Regions from separate parts of the Hordeum vulgare genome. Here all the other regions are linked to region 1. The links are chromatin contacts, called in public Hi-C maps. All regions are on one chromosome and are shown on one strand. Each heading gives the region's core, a stretch centred on a gene start, on an enhancer-like site or on the middle of the called end of the contact. The rest is flanking DNA. Distances are from core to core; before and after follow the strand shown. Region 1 has its middle 310 kb from the start of LOC123446159. Region 2 holds the start of LOC123447936 (F-box/WD-40 repeat-containing protein At3g52030). Region 3 has its middle 140 kb from the start of LOC123447937.

What was found. A called contact is a pair of places that touch in the nucleus more often than the background predicts.
Region 2: a contact with region 1 is called in a Hi-C map of seedling, with 7 times the contacts expected there. The contact joins the promoter of LOC123447936 here to the enhancer-like site in region 1. A contact is called at or near these places in 2 of 6 Hi-C or Micro-C datasets (leaf and seedling).
Region 3: a contact with region 1 is called in a Hi-C map of seedling, with 6 times the contacts expected there. The contact joins two enhancer-like sites. A contact is called at or near these places in 3 of 6 Hi-C or Micro-C datasets (leaf and seedling).

What each region holds. Positions count from the first base shown.
Region 1 is chr4H:77,658,759-77,662,099 of MorexV3_pseudomolecules_assembly, forward strand. No RefSeq gene overlaps it. Among protein-coding and RNA genes, the nearest start is that of LOC123446159, 310 kb to the left of the region's middle. Within about 2 kb of position 1,778, at least 3 of the 3 cell types and tissues checked have open chromatin away from gene starts, as enhancers often do. A contact at or near this core is called in leaf and seedling, where this site is marked.
Region 2 is chr4H:77,189,870-77,193,210 of MorexV3_pseudomolecules_assembly, forward strand. It overlaps LOC123447936 (F-box/WD-40 repeat-containing protein At3g52030), which reads right to left and starts at 1,634. Exons shown (of 9, transcript XM_045124672.1): 1 at 1,258-1,634; 2 at 411-596; 3 at 158-212. The coding sequence starts at 1,631.
Region 3 is chr4H:78,012,883-78,016,223 of MorexV3_pseudomolecules_assembly, forward strand. No RefSeq gene overlaps it. Among protein-coding and RNA genes, the nearest start is that of LOC123447937, 140 kb to the right of the region's middle. Within about 2 kb of position 1,794, at least 3 of the 3 cell types and tissues checked have open chromatin away from gene starts, as enhancers often do. A contact at or near this core is called in leaf and seedling, where this site is marked.

The DNA.
Region 1 (3,341 bases), core at 528-3,027:
GTTTTCTCTCATTTTTTCCTTTTTATTTTTTCTTATTTTTCTTTTCTTTTCATTCCTTTCATTTCAAAATTTCATTTTCATTTTTTATTTTCTTTCTGCTCTTTCTTTTCAACTTTTTAATAAATCGCTGTGATTTTTTTATTTGTTGTCCATGATTTTTTTAAATGTCTGTACTTTTTAAAAAGTTTTCAGAAATTAAAAACATGTTCTTATTATAGCAAATTGTTTCCATTATTGTTTCGAATTTCAAAAAATTCTTCACAAGTTTTCAAAATAGTTGACATTTCAACAGTTGTTCGCAAAATGTTCATTTTTCATGATTCCAAAAAATGTTCATGTTTCAAAAACTATTTCCAAATTCTAAATTGATAATTTTTTAAAATTTTGTCAGTTTGTTTTTCTTTAAAATATTCACAACTTTTCAAAAACTTGTTTGAAATTTAAAAAATGTTCCAGCTTTCAAAACTAGGTCAGAATTTGTGGAAATGTTCATGGTTCCCTTTTTGGAGGAGAAACAAATGTTTATCTTTTCAAATTTTGTTTGTGTTTTTGAATAATTGTTCCGAATTTTATTAAGAATTTATGTGGATTTTTTAGGAGTTCAAAAAAATGTTCCTATTTTAGAAAATTGTTAAAATATTCATGTTTCTATTTTTTAGGAGTTTAAGAAATGTTCCCACTATAAAAAATGTTCACAAATTTCAAACAAATGTTCATGTTTTATACTTTTCTTTGGGAATTTCAAAAAATAATCTTCATTTACTAAAGAATGTTCGCCTTTTCAACAAACATAGACAAGTTCAAAAAATGTTGTTGTTTCAAAAAATGTAAATACGTTCATAAATTGTTCCTGTTTTAAATTTGTTCTCAAATTTCAAAAAATGTTCTTATTTTTTAAAAGTTGTTCTAACATTGAAAATGCTCCTGTTTCTAATTTGTACATACTCTAAGAAATTGTTTATGTTTTCCAAAAATGTTTATGTAATAAAAATTGTTCAAAAAGTCAAAAACATTATACCAGTTTTCATATTTTAATATTAAATTTAAAAAGCGTGCGAGTTTCCAAAAAATGTTCGCGTTTCCAAAAACAATCAGAATTTGAAAAAAAAGTACATATTTTCCAACAAAAATCATAGTTCCAAAGACTGTTCATATTATCAAAAAATGTTTGTGTTTTTAAAATTTCTTCAGAAATTAGAACAAAATACATTTTTATTTTTTTGCGTAAATAGAAAATCTGTTCTGGTTTTAAAAAATATATAATTTGTTCCTTTTTTGCAAAAATGTTTAAGATCCCGAAAAATGTATTTTCACAAAATTTTAGAGTTTTTAAAATTCTTTCATAATTCTCAAAAATAAAACCACGTTCTAAATTTAAATAAAATGTTCGTATAAACTGGGCGTCTATTTTGTACAGTAAATCATTGGAAGTTTTGGTGGCTATTGACGTGGATCACTTGCAGTAGATCTTTGGTTCGGGTCCTCTCACGATTTTTAGTTTTGGGGAATTTTTGGGAACAGTTGTTTTTGTTTACCGCTGTTTTTTTGTTCCTTTACGTATGGAGCTGCAAATTTCACATTATTGTTTGTTAGGCGGAACGGCTAGCTCAGCTCGGAAATTGCTAGGAGGTTTTGGGATTGATTTATAGTGTATGCGCTTTCTTATTTTTGCCTTTTTTCATGTGCGAAAGAGATGCCTCCTCCTACCACTGTAAATGTGCCAGCCCAGGTAGCTGCTTCTGTGCGAAGCGCTATCCTTTTGCCGCAAAGAGCGGCGGGACCTCCTATGCAGCGCTGTAGGCGTCCATTATAAAGCTGGTGCTGTCAGCGTCGTTGGCATGGGCCGGTCAACGAGTGCACTCGTTCACTCTAGTAAACGAAACTGAGTTTGATAGCTCGCTTCGCTGGATCACGCTACTTGCCAACTATTTTTATTTTTTTCTATTGATTCAGTAGGAAAAAACCTCCCAGTTTTTCTATTTCTTATATGATGTAAAATCAAAAAAAGTTTTGCAGATTTTAGGAAAAAAGTTCATCCATTTTGACAAAAAGTTCAGCTCTTTAAAAAAGGTTCATAAAATCTGAAAAAAATTCAACGATTCCTAGAAAAGTTCATCGATTCTGAAAAAAAGTTCGTTGATTTTAAAAAAAGTTCATCAATTTGTAATGATGTTCATCGATTCTGGAGAAGGTTCTTCCATTCTGGAAAAAGTTTATCTACTTTGAAACATAGTTCATCAATTTTGAAAGAAAGTTTCTCAAATATGAAAAACTGCATCAGATTTGAAAAAAGTTCACCGATTCTGAAAAGAGTTTGTCTATTTTGAAAAACTTCATCGATTTTGGAAAATAAATCCATTGAATATCAAAAAAAGTTCATCTATTAGCATAAAGATTCACGTGTTTGCTAAATAAATTATCTACCCGAAAGAAGAGAAAATAGAAAAAAAGGGGAAAAGAAAAAAGAAAAAAGAAAAAGGGAAATCAATATAAAAGAGGGAAAAATTGAAGTTTACCACATCCTGCTCGCTGTTGTGATGGTTATACCGGCTTGCCTTGGCTCGGTAGGTCGCTTGTTCGATTTGTCGTGTCGTGATGGATTAAAAACATTGAAAAAAGACGTTAGATGTGTCGGTCCATTGAAGAACGCGCATGCAGCGCAAAATAGGAAGTCAACATCAGAAAATCTCTATAGCACACACTCCCAATCGTACTGGGCCTCAGCATATTACTGCTTCTTTCGCTCGCTCGCTCGCATGTATTGTATGTTTTAAGCATATATAACCTTTATTAAATTTGGATGTTCACAGGGATAAATATTATATCGGGCGTAGATACAAGCCACATGTGGCGCCCGGGAGACAAAGAAACCGCTGGTTTTGCAAGAGCATGCGCTTCGGCATTAAACTTTCTATTCTCATGTACAAAGCGAATATTATGAAAAGGAACTAGATCGATGGTTTATCTCACTGATAGCTGAAGTGTAGTGGCATGGAACTTCCGAGCCAATCATGAAGATCACGGCAGCACAATCCGAAGCCACACAGATAGAGTTCAGCGATTACGACACATGACAGCTGCAACCCCCTGCCTACCACACCTAGACACACCACCATCCGCATTGGGCTTAGCATCCAAGTTGATTGGTGGAAGCGAGAAAGAATTTGATGCACTTGTGCTTGTGCTGGCGGCTGTTGCATGAAGATCTTTCGGCTTCCAGTCCTTCGCTAGAGAGAATTGCTCATAGCCACACACTTCAGGTCCTCCAGAAACTTTGTGACAAAGGTCGAGGTACTCACACGGTTTTAGTACTGATCATCATGTATAGCACGCCGTCGCGC
Region 2 (3,341 bases), core at 384-2,883, 470 kb before region 1:
TATGTGACAATCTGCATCTCATTGCATCAACTGTAGGGCCACATACCACACCTCACAAATACATTTTGTAACTAGATATTTTACATTGATGAAGATATTTATTTGAAACAACATTGATGAAAATATTAAGAACAGCACTACATGATACAACATTCACCTTATCTCCCATTCCAGTTAAGACTGAACCGCTTTTCATACGACACAAGGTGGCCCTGCAGCAAGAAATAAGAAAGAGAAAACATAGATACTGAATCATTGTTTGGTAAATAAGAAACAGAAGACTGATCATGCTAAAAGCCTAAAACTATACAAAAATATTATGAGTTGACAAATGTAACTATTTTTGCCGGTACATTATAACACTCGGAGGCATATGTTCAGAAGACATATACCAGACAACAGGTGCCTACCTTATATCATGACCAATCCACTGATGAACTTCAGCAGACCCTCTAGCAAGAGTTGATGCATGCTCATTCATGGCCAGCGCCTCAAAATAACTTTTCACTGAAATAGTAGAACTCGAGCCTCTTGCCTGTGGATTCCTCTTGTAATATAGATCCCTCATCAGATGGGCCGTGTTGATAATCGTATTCCTAAACAAAGCATAAAATCAGACATGCACACTGTAATCAACACTAGAAATTGCTACATAATTAGGAACTTTCACAAGAAAAAAATGCATCCGGATTGTGGGATGAAAAATGAACAGCACAAATACCAAACTGAAATACAACGACTAGCACAAGAGTTGCATCACAGCAATTGGTAGCTCCCTGGTTTAGGTTCTCAGATCTTTGCCATCTCGCGGATTGAAGTGTGCATCTATGATTTATCAATACTGCTAATAAAATCAGTCCGGTAATAATAATCCGCTAACAGATCGAGAAGTAGGTTCAGTTATATTAGTACTTCCTCCGTTTCAGTTTATAAGTCCGGCACGTGTATCTAGGTCGTCAATTTGACCAACTTAATGAGAGGCATATATTACAAAAAATATATCATTAGAAACTTTAGATGTTCTATTTTCTAATGATATAATTTTTATGTTAAACAATATATTTTATATAAGTCAAATTGACGACCTAGGTACACGCGCATGCCTTATAAACTGTGACGGAGGGAGTATACAATATAAGGAGAGCGTAGAACAAAACGAACGTACTGCTGACAGCAATCAGGAAATGAACTGAAGGAGACACAGGAAAGGGAAGGGAAGGGAAGGGGAGGTGAGATGATCCGCGTAGCAGGTCTGACCATGACTGGCAGACGGCGGAGCAGTGGGCGAGGTCGAAGTGGTCGTCGAGGCGGGAGAAGATGGAACGGAGGGTATCGTCGTTCAGCGACTGCCCCGTCAGCCCGTACCCGCCTCCGCCGCCGCCGCCGCTGCGCCGCTTCGAGGTAAGACCTCCGCCCTGGCTCCGGCTCCGGCTGCTGCTCGCCTCCATCTCTCCCTCTCTCTCTCTCTCAGAAGGGCGAGCCTCTCCTGTCGCCGCCCGCCGGTAGTCGACCGGTCCACTGTAGGCCTGTAGGCATCGTGGACTTCCGGCAGACAGCGTCTGTGTGGACAGCGGTGTTCGCTTGATTGCACCGGCCCAACAAGGTTTCGGGAACCCTCGTCCTCGCAACATCAGATCCCTGAAAGGCGAAACTAAGGGTGTGTTTGGTTGAAGGGATATCCTATCAGGGACAGGGATAACCATTTTTTTCTATGGTTGTTATGCGTTTGGATCTGAGGCGGGGAGGTACAGAGTCAACCAGATGCTGGGAATATTTAAAAAAAAGGATGTGGCCAACAGCCAAAAACGGGCGGGCGGTGGCAACCACTCTGGGGCGGCCGGCGCGGCCGTCGCGGAAGGCGGCCGGCACGGGAGGCGACCGGCGCGGGAGGATCCATCCTCCCAACCAAACAAAAAAAGGATAACCCTACCCTTACAACCAAACAAAAAAAGCTATCCCCAGCCACCTGGTTGGGGATACCCACAACCACCCTAGCCTATCCCTCCAACCAAACACACCCTAAGGCTACTCATAGTTCTATCATATAGTACATACTACTACCTATGTTCCTAAATATAAGTCTTTTTAGAGGTGTTATTGCGGGACTACATACAGATGTATATATACATGTTTTAGAGTGTAGATACCCTCATTTTGCTCCGTATGTAGTCACCTAGACTAGTTTTCCCCAATTACACTTATTTAAGTACAGAGGGAGTATCATATAGTAGTATCATGCATATGATATTATGATATAATAGTATCTTTATAGTGCATACTATCATAAACTAGTATAACATAGATGGTCTCATTTATTGACATGCATGACACATAGTAGCATAGCATTTAACATGATACGGTATCTATCTATGTTATTTTAACTCTCTCTCTCCTCTTTAATTATGTGTCATATCAGCGTGTTTGCTAATTTCAAGGTTATGATACTAGTTATGTTACTCCCACTATGGCCAACTTAAAAACCCCTGTTTTCAGTTGTTGAAAAACATGTTTTAAGAATTAATTTAAGCTGCGACCGGATAGATTCCTTAAACATAAATTGTAAAATCAAATATTTGTTTGTTTTCCTCACATCTTTTTTTGAAAGCGCAATTGCTTTTTAAGATGGTTTTAGTAATCAATAACAATATATGCATCGTTGAACAAATGATCCACTACTCGAATCCTAAATTTACCATCTGTCATGTCTTTATCGTCTGCTGACACATGGCAAAGATCATCTTTGCCGTCAGTTGGCACAAAGCTGACGGCAAACAACACCCTGATGGCAAAGGTGTTGTTTGCCGTCAGCCTTGCCTACCTAACAGCAAATATTTGCCAAAGGGGGCAGCAAAGGAGAGGCTAACAGCAAAGGGGCGCCACCCTAACGGCCGAAGCCCACCCACCCCACCCACCCATTTGTTGTGTGCCTCCCAGCCTTTGCAGACGGCAAAGGGGGCGCCACCCTAACGTCAGTCAGCCCCCACCCCCGCTCCCGTAACGGCACTCACCCCTCTCTCTCACACACACAAAGCCTCCACTCTCTCGCGCGCGCCCCCTGCCCACCCCAGAGCCGCCGCCACCACCACCTGGGCCACTCCGACCCACCACCGCCGCCCACGACCGGAGCTCCCCGCGCCCTGCCCACCCCAGCGCCGCCACCACCACCGAAGCTGCTCCGACCCATCACCGCCACCCACGGCCAGAGCTCGCCCTCCCCTCCTCCCCGCGTCCCTCCTCCCCACGCTCCTGCTCCCTGCGCCGCCGGAGTTGCCCTCCCCTCCTCTCGCGCCGCCGGAGCTCGCCCTCCACCACCACCGGCTCGACCCCCCCACGCCCCTCCT
Region 3 (3,341 bases), core at 544-3,043, 350 kb after region 1:
GAAGCGATGATCAAGTTCATTTGTCGAAGATGAATTGGATGCAAGATGTGTGCTCGAAGCCGACTTAGATGTGGGGTCGGACACGAGGTCGTGATCTCAGGTTGGGATGGATTGACCCGTGCTTGAGGCCGGATTTTCCATGGTATCAATGGTTAGGCCCAGGACGGAGGTCGGATCCAAGGTTAAGGCTGCGACATCCGCTGATTTCTCCAGCCGACCTAGGACCCAATCAGAGAGGCCAAAATGGTCGCGGGCGTCCGTAGTGTATTCTAAGCTGCCGAACGTGACCACCTGACCAGGGGCGAACATGGAGGACCATGTTTCCGAATGCAAAAGGCTGGTCCGGGACAAAGATGTCGCCGCAGATGATCTCATGATTGATCTCGAGACGAGCCATCGATCTGGATCGGCCACATACTGGGGACCTATATTGTCCATCAATGTTGGTACTAAAACCGAGTGATCTCGGGTAGGGGGTCCCGAGCTATGAATTTACGATCAATGGTAACAGGAGACTTGGGGAGACGATGTTTACCCATGTTCGGACCCTCTCGAAGAGGTAAAACCCTACGTCATGCTTTGATTGTATTGATGATTAGGTATCGAGTACATGATGATGATCTACCTCGAGATCGTAATGTAAGCTCTAAACCCTAAGGTGTATAATTGTCCTCTACCGATCTAACCCTTGGGCTTATATAGACGCTCAGGGTAGGTTACATGCGAGGTCGGTTACCGATATGCTGAATACAAAGTTATCCCTAGAGTGCACGCCAAGTCTTCGATATTTTTTATCTTATGCACGAGAAAGTTTTGATGCTTCGGCCATCCTTCACGCGGTGACTCATCATGCCCTAGTTCGGCCCATGTGAGCTAAATACGATACCCCCTAGTTGAGAACACCCTTACATATGAGCTCGAACATTGTTTTGAATTATCATTTAATTAAGGATTTTACTAACACTATTAAATTGGCATAATATGGGTGCATGATGCTTGTCAACCCAATTAGCCTCTTTCTTTTGAGATGCTCAAAAGTTTTCTATTAAAAAGGTCACATACGAACGAACATATGATATAATGGTTAGAAGGACAGTGGCATCCCAAATCCATGAGAATTCAAGTGGTGTATTTGACACCAGTGCTCGTATTTTTCTAAATTTATTCCGGACCTTTCGCGGTGCGTGTTCAGTAAGAGGAGATGTGCATGTCGACTATGAAGACGACGACGACTTCGTCAATCAAGATGATGTGCCGACTCTATCGCTCGGAGGGGCTCATAGCTATAGGACGTACGTGTGTGTATTCATATTACCGATGAATGGATATGCATATGTTTGAGTATTTTACGTTTGGATTGTACTGTTTCAAAAAAAACATGAACACGCAGAAAAGAGTCACGATTGACAATTTTTTCGAACTACCGAAAGCACTGACTGAAAATGACAAAACGCTTTGTATGAATGGTTCCTGGAGCACAAAAAATAATTTCAAAGTCTTCATACGACCACCACAACATTTTTCTGGGAATCACCGGAGCAGCAGTGGCACATCCTAAGTCTATTTCAAAAAAATGGCGCATCCATTTATTATAAATATAACAGGATTAAAACCATCGCTGTATAATCGAAAATGTAGACAAATTGAGAAAAAGCAAAGTGGGTGACGCGGCGGCCGGCAGCCCATATGCCTCGTCGGGTGAGGACGACTCCACGCACCGGGGATACAACAAGAAGGAGGACATCGGCTCGCCCAAGATGCCCTTCCTTTGGCGCTGGGAGCGCGCGGACCCGCGGATCCCAATCCAACGCCAGCAGCGGCGAAAACTCAGTCGGCATCCCCGCACTATCTGCGTTGCACGGCTCAATCATTTCGGGATCGTGCTTTGTCGGGTCTCCAAGGAAAATAAAAAAGAAAAACAGTGATGTATGTGCCCGTCGCACTCCACTATGCAGTAAACCGTACTTGCTGAAACTCGCAAAATTGCCCGTGCGCAGCCAGAATATTCTTGGGCCATTTTTTATTCCCATTCCAAAAGATTGACCAAATAGCGAGATCAAAATCAACAGAAAAAAAAAGAAGTAAATCCGTTCATCCCACAAAGTTTCTACCAAACAACACGTCTACATAAATCACACAAACAGAACACGTACATGTAATCTGGACAACACATGTACGTACATGCATATGCAGGAAACACCAAAGATTGTTAGATGATATGCGCCACATGTCTGGCACCCCATTCGGGAATATCCGTGGCGCGATCCTTCTCCCCCACACCCTCATGCTGATAAGATCGCGGGAGCAGTGTGATTAGAGAGGCCGCCAGGTGTGCTCCTTGACGAAAGTGATATTTGTCCCCGAGGACACGTGTAGCAGAGCTGATCGATCAGACAAGGTGTGGACCTCGTGGTACAGCGGGGATAGCGACCTGGGCACAACCACCCCATTTTTTCCAAGGACAACTTTTTTTTAAAAAAAAATCCAAGGACAACTTGTAGCGCGGTACTTGGACGCGGCCAACCTGTAGCGAGTTTTTGGATCCAGTGATTGGCCAATTGCGTCGACAGGGAGAGGGGCCACCTTTGCTCCTTTCGATTTTTACTACTCTTTTTTACATGTCGACGTTTGTATTAAATTGGTACTATGTGTCTTCATCATTGGTTGTACTGGCGATAGTTTTTCTTTTTTTGGAGTAAAGTATTGGCGATAATAAGAACCAAGAAAGATATATTAAGGCATTTTTCATGCCATAGCATTTCCATATATTTTTTGGGGGAGGGGGGGGGGGATATTTGGTTTATTCCCTTTAAACAGTGTTACAAACCGCTAATACATAACTCGAGACATTGTCCGGAACACGGTGGAACCAACAGAGGTGCTACCTCCAGAACGACCAATATTAGCTAGACAATGAGTAACATTATTTGATGACGATCTAATTTCTGCGAAATAACTACGCGGTTTCAGGAGCCTCTTAATTACCAGAATCAAATGTCCATGAGCAAAATTTTCCAATGACTCGTCGGTTATAGCAGCAACCAAGACAAAACAGTTGGATTGAATAACAATAGGAAGCTCCGTCCTGTGCAAACTGATTGAGATACCTTCCAATACGGCGCTGATTTCAGATTCTAGAACATCTTTACAATGGAAGAGGTATCTGTAGACCGAGAAAATAACAAGACCTATCGAGTCTTTTAGAATCATACCCGCACCTGCCATTCCATTTTTGTTGACATAAGAGCCATGAGTTGATAGAGCAGCCCATCCTGCCGGCGGTTTAGCATTTCCATATTGAATGGAAGATGTAAATATCTTTGTATGCATAAACACAAGTT